Regions from separate parts of the Mus musculus genome. Here region 2 is linked to region 1. A link is a contact called in public Hi-C data. All regions are on one chromosome and are shown on one strand. Each heading gives the region's core, a stretch centred on a gene start, on an enhancer-like site or on the middle of the called end of the contact. The rest is flanking DNA. Distances are from core to core; before and after follow the strand shown.

Region 1 (2,700 bases), core at 68-2,567:
CAACTGGATAGCTAGACTCTGAGCTCTGGGTTCAAATGAGAGTCCCTGCCTCAGTAGATAATGGGAGTGATGAGGAACCCAGAATGCCCACTGTTTCTACTCCTACCTGCATGAATGCACATGTGGCCGTGCTTCATGAACACCCAGGCGCAGGCAAAGAAAGGAAGAAATAAAGGAAGGGAGGGAAGATGAAAGGGAAGGAGAGAAAAAATTCCACAGTTGAAAAGTTTTCCCAACTGTCTGTTCCAGGTATCAGTTGCAGACGGGTAAGCAGGTTAGTTGTGTGTTCCACTCCTCATAAGGTTTCGGTGTTTGCCTTGGTGGAGTGATAGCTTGGTTGTATCTGAACTTGATTAGGAAATTTGTTCTTGTAGCTACAAGTTCCAGTTTGGACATGCTTAGCAAAAGATGCTTGGATTCTCTAAATCACTCATGTTTTGTTACAGAAGACTGGATTGGAGAAATGACCCTGCGTGAATTGTTTTGAAACTAGATAATTAAAAGTGCTCTCCTTTCGTACTTGTGTCTCTAATAGTACATTAAAAAATACCTTCTAAAAGGCACTTCCGTCTTCTGCAGGCAAACACTTTAAGGTGGTTGACTGTATAGTATCAAGATTGATTTTAGGTTTTGTAGTCTAAACACGAGGGTCATCAAGGCCTACACACGTGACAAGCTTAGTTAAGATTGATTTTTTTCTCCAAGTAACCAGACCATAACTGCTTTGGATAACTGCTTTGGTCAATAATGTAGAAATAATGCAGAATAAAGAGAGTTAAATATTAAAGTTTTTTTTTAAATGTTGATATGTAGTTGGTTATTGCAAAAAGATTGTCATATACCTAAATTTATGGTCTATCATTCAACAAAGATCTGCAAATCTTGAATTTAAAAATAAAATATACCTTCGGAACCAAGTGATTTGGATTTAAGGCCAACCTTGATTGAAATAAAATATTGCTATTTAGTCTTGTTTAACTTTGGACTCTAAATCTAATTTTTGCCTTCTGATCTCAGTAGCCTTTGACACGTGGAAAAAGCATAAAACTATAACTCTTCTAGAAAGCAAACACATTTTCCTTTTACTGTGTGACTAGATCTTTATCTACATGGGAGAAAGTGATAAAAATGACAGAAGGAGCAGGCCACTAAGGTGAAGGCAGAGACTCGCCACATTTTAAAAGTCAGCCACTTCACATAAGCCAAGGACACAGAAATACCCTTTTCTTGTCTCAAGACTCAACATTCATGTCCTCAGAAGCTTCTGGAAGGATTCCTTCCTCTCCCCTCCTCTGCCTGCACTCTGGATGTGAGCCAGACAGCACGGTACTGGATGGATTACGCTGAAGCATGCAATGGCAATAATGTAGTAGTCCAGGAAGCTGGGGAGAATATTAGGAGATTTTTGGAGAGGTATTAGTCTGTTTCTGTTACAGTGTGGGTATGAAATATTCCCTGATTTATGTATGGAAGGCTTGAGTCCCAAGTAGCTGTACTATTTGAAGAGCTTTTGGGAAATTTTGGAGTCAGGGTTCATTTGGAGGAAGTAGATAACTTGGATAGATGCCTTTAGGAGTCACATCTTGTCCCATTCCCTTCCCTATTTGTCTGTTTCTGGGCAGTCTCATGCTGAGTACTCTCTGCTCCTACCACAGTGATGTGCTGCCTGCCACAGGCCAGACAGTGACTGTGGACTGAACTCTCTGAAGACACGAGCCAGGGACTCCCTCTCCCCTATACTACTCTGCTCAGGGATTTGGTCAAAGTGGCATAAAACCAACCATTTCTGGATTGAATCTAGATGAGTTCCAACAGTTGGCACTGCTGGTATATGATGCTGGATATGAAGTTGGTTCCAGCTACTTATGGCATAAGATTTACCCAGGAGTGACTGTCAACTTGCTTTATAGGGTCCAGCTGGCTCCTTTATCAGGTGTCTTTCTTGACCTAGAATTCTTATCTGGAAATTTCTCTAAGAAGAGTTATCAGTGAAGCAATCCTTTTCCTCTTTGATGTGTGAATACATTTCCCTCATTGATGTGTGCTGATTTTCAAGGCATGGGTGGGGTGCTGCTAAGAGAGTTGTGCTGCTAAGTAGTCTGCCGTATTTATTTAACTATTATTTAGTTATATTGATAGCAATCTCATAGTTTTCCAGACAGGAGCTACAAAGGAATTGGCTATTAAGGTTCACATTTGACCACTGTATGGAATAAGTTCTGTGGCATTAAATTTTAAACTAGCAATTTAATCTTTCTGTTTATTTTTTTAATTTTATAAACATTAAGTCAACACTATTCTTGTTCATTTTAGAACCCCAAAACCCTAGACTACAGAATAACTCAGGTAGTCTCTCTTCATGCACTAATTTCAATTCAGTCAGTCTCTAAAGTCTGGAATCTCCAAAATGGTTGCAGGGCCAAAAGCAGTGTCAGGATCATGTAGCCATGTTCCAGTGCCTGCTGCTACCAATGCTGACCTTCCTTCTTTGATTTCTTTGCTCATGGGATAGTAATTAACTGGAAAGGGACAGGTATAATTTGACATTTAATGATGACCATTGAATACATACATCCTGAGCGTGTTTTCATTTATTCTCTTTCTTGGGAGGGATGACTTACTTTTGGGTTATTCAACTTAAGGATATTTTAAATAACAGGTTTTCCACAACACAAAAACACAGAGACTCTTGTGGGCCAA
Region 2 (2,789 bases), core at 221-2,720, 350 kb after region 1:
ACAAATTCAAATACATGCATGTGGGTACACAATGCACACAGATTTATCAAACTGAAGCTTAAATATATGGCCATGTTATACACAATCATACACAGTACATGTATATTTATTTTGTGCATTCTTATTTCCTAATATACAGCTTTTAATTGTATAATTTCTCAAACAGCACCTCTAAATTCCTATCCACTGAGTGTTTTGAGGAACACACTCCACTGAGACTTTCTTCTCTCCAGTTTCACATGTTTTACTACCCTGCTGAGCTTCGGTAAACTAAGTTCCATGGCTGCCTTCCTGGCTCACATTTAATTTTTATCTCTCTTCACCAAATAATCGTGATGGTTAAAGTTTTATTCCCTTTATGTGTAAAATTTATTAAATTATGGTGGGTTTTCATTTCCTTAAAATGGCACAGAATCAACAGATCTGGCATTTTCCTGCCACTAGAGAAACTGGCTTACCTAGACTGTCACCCACTGTCAACTAGCATCAGTTACCTAGGGCATTAACAACAAATGTGTACGTGTGCTTCACTAGGCTAACAAAAAGAGACTGTAGCAATAAAGTGGAATTCACACTTTTTTGAGGTCTAAATCTCAAGAAACAATACACTTAAGGGTCTTAAACTAATATTGCTATGCCCCTTATCACTGCCAGGCACTGAAACAGATCAAGGATAGCTCTGCTTATCAGCTATAGTATCTGGGCTTTTAAGTAAGTTACTAGATTTCAAACTACTTTTGGAATATGACTTGGGTTGCCCAGGGTCAGTAAGGCAAATTTGTATCCAACGCACTCCAGAGCATCTAGAAAAACCTAGCTTATTTTCAACTCAACCAGGAGGAAATACATCTGTCAGTAGCTTGAGTTCCAACGGAGGTGTCTGACAACATAGGAGCAAAGCAATCTCAAACCATCTAGGGGATCCTACAGCTCTCCCGGCAAGCCAGAGATGTGAGAAGAGAGTGAGGTTGCAATCCTCCTTCCTGGAAAGGATCAAGACTGAGGAGAATTATAGAGGACAAAAACTGCTAACAAGTAAGTGAAGTTAACAGCGGCTCTCAAAGTTCAGAGCAAATAAAAGTCCAACAGGCGTGGTGACCATGCGCCCACGGAGGAGGAGGAGGACCCAGGAATTAGTGCTGTTTAGCTTTGCCAAGCTGCCAGAGAGGAGGCGCGTGGGGCCAGGGAGCCCGAGCAGATCGCCCCGCCTCTTCCGGTGGCCGTGGCGCCGGCCGGCCCACGCGGCGCCCCAAGAAGTGGCTCCGGATGTTTCTACAGTGGCCGCGTCAGGATATAGCCTTGCCCAAGAGTAAAGCGATGGCCCCAGTCCTCATTACCTGATCAGGGCCGCGACCCTCATTCTGGGCGCAGTGTGCGTGCGTACGTGCGTGCGTGCGGTAACCACAGACGCCAGGCCCGGGATCCCGCGGCGACTGGACCTACACGCGCGGTCCTCGACCTGGTGTCTGCTGCGCTGCCTGCCCTCGACCATGCCTACTGCCCCTTCAGCACCTTGCTGAACACCCGGGTGTAGAGGCTAGGTAGTCTCAGCATCTGTTCCCTGATACATGGATATATGGCTCAGAATTTACAAAAAGAAAAAAGTTTAGGCACAGCCTAACCACCTAAGTAAGGGCAGTGAAGCTGCCAAGGGAAGGGCATGGTCCTTGGTAAACCGCTTGAGGGTGCTGGGATTGTCTGGGTAGTAAATTCAAAGTCACAAGTTCTAAGATTTGAAACACTACCTTGGAAAGGGGATTTAGTCTCTCTCCTCTCTTCGTCAACTACAAGAAAGAAATCTTTTCGCCCTTCCTACCCCCCCTCCAAAAAAAAAAACCCACTAACCCCTGATCACTTTTAACTTCGAGGTTTGCATCTCTGCCCATTGAACCAGTGAGGCTACATGACCTCCGCCTCCTATACTGTGTTTTTGCATTTTCCCAATACAGAAACTGAAAAACTTGCACTCCAGAAAGCAAAACGAAAATCTAATTTAAAATACGTTTGCCAGTACTTAGTTATTTGAATGTACTAAGCACTCTTTGGAGCTCCTGGGATCAACTGGTGTACGATATAGACCACCATGCCTACCTACATCCATGAACAAGGAGTTTGTGTAGAGGTGTAGGAAGAAGAGAATTTAAAAAGAGAATTGTATGTTAAAGTGAAAAATACTGTACCAAAAGAGAGAGAAAGAGAGAGACAGAAAAAAAATGCAGAAATAGAGGGTACACGTGGCATTATTGGTGAGTTAAACTAACTTAAACATATACATCTTTGAATATTATTCATATGTAAAGAATGTATATATATATATATATATATATATATATATATATATTTTTTTTTTTTTTTTTTTTTGAGACAGGTTTTCTATGTGTAGCCCTGGCTGTCCTGGAACTCACTCTGTAGACCAGGCTGGCCTAGAACTCAGAAATCCACTTGCCTCTGCCTCCTGAGTGCTGGGATTAAAGGTGTGCGCCACCACTGCCTATGTATATACACATTATATACATGTAATACATATATATATATATATATATATATATATATATATGTGTGTGTGTGTGTGTGTATATGTGTGTGTGTGTGTATATATATATATATATATATATATATATGTATATATATACATATATATATCTCCAGTGAATGCCCAAACTCCCAAAATCCGTCTTCCCAATGTATCCATGTTGAATAAATCTCCCTTTCTGATTTCTACTTTCACCTGGCTTTTTTTTTTCCAGCCTGCTGGTTCTGGCCATATTTATTTCATACATGTGGGATAC

The links. A called contact is a pair of places that touch in the nucleus more often than the background predicts.
Region 2: a contact with region 1 is called in a Hi-C map of uterus, with 4 times the contacts expected there. The contact joins the promoter of Dph6 here to the enhancer-like site in region 1. A contact is called at or near these places in 4 of 39 promoter capture datasets (the HPC-7 cell line, embryonic stem cells, liver and 1 more), 1 of 484 Hi-C or Micro-C datasets (uterus) and 1 of 115 datasets of contacts at active chromatin or transcription factors (stem cell-derived neural progenitor cells).

The regions. Positions count from the first base shown.
Region 1 is chr2:114,300,659-114,303,358 of GRCm38.p6, forward strand. No RefSeq gene overlaps it. Among named protein-coding and RNA genes, the nearest start is that of Zfp770, 100 kb to the left of the region's middle. Within about 2 kb of position 1,318, at least 3 of the 459 cell types and tissues checked have an H3K27ac peak or open chromatin away from gene starts, as enhancers often do. A contact at or near this core is called in uterus, where this site is marked.
Region 2 is chr2:114,653,494-114,656,282 of GRCm38.p6, forward strand. Dph6 (diphthamine biosynthesis 6) reads right to left here and starts at 1,471. Exons shown (of 9, transcript NM_025675.5): 1 at 1,338-1,471. The coding sequence starts at 1,360.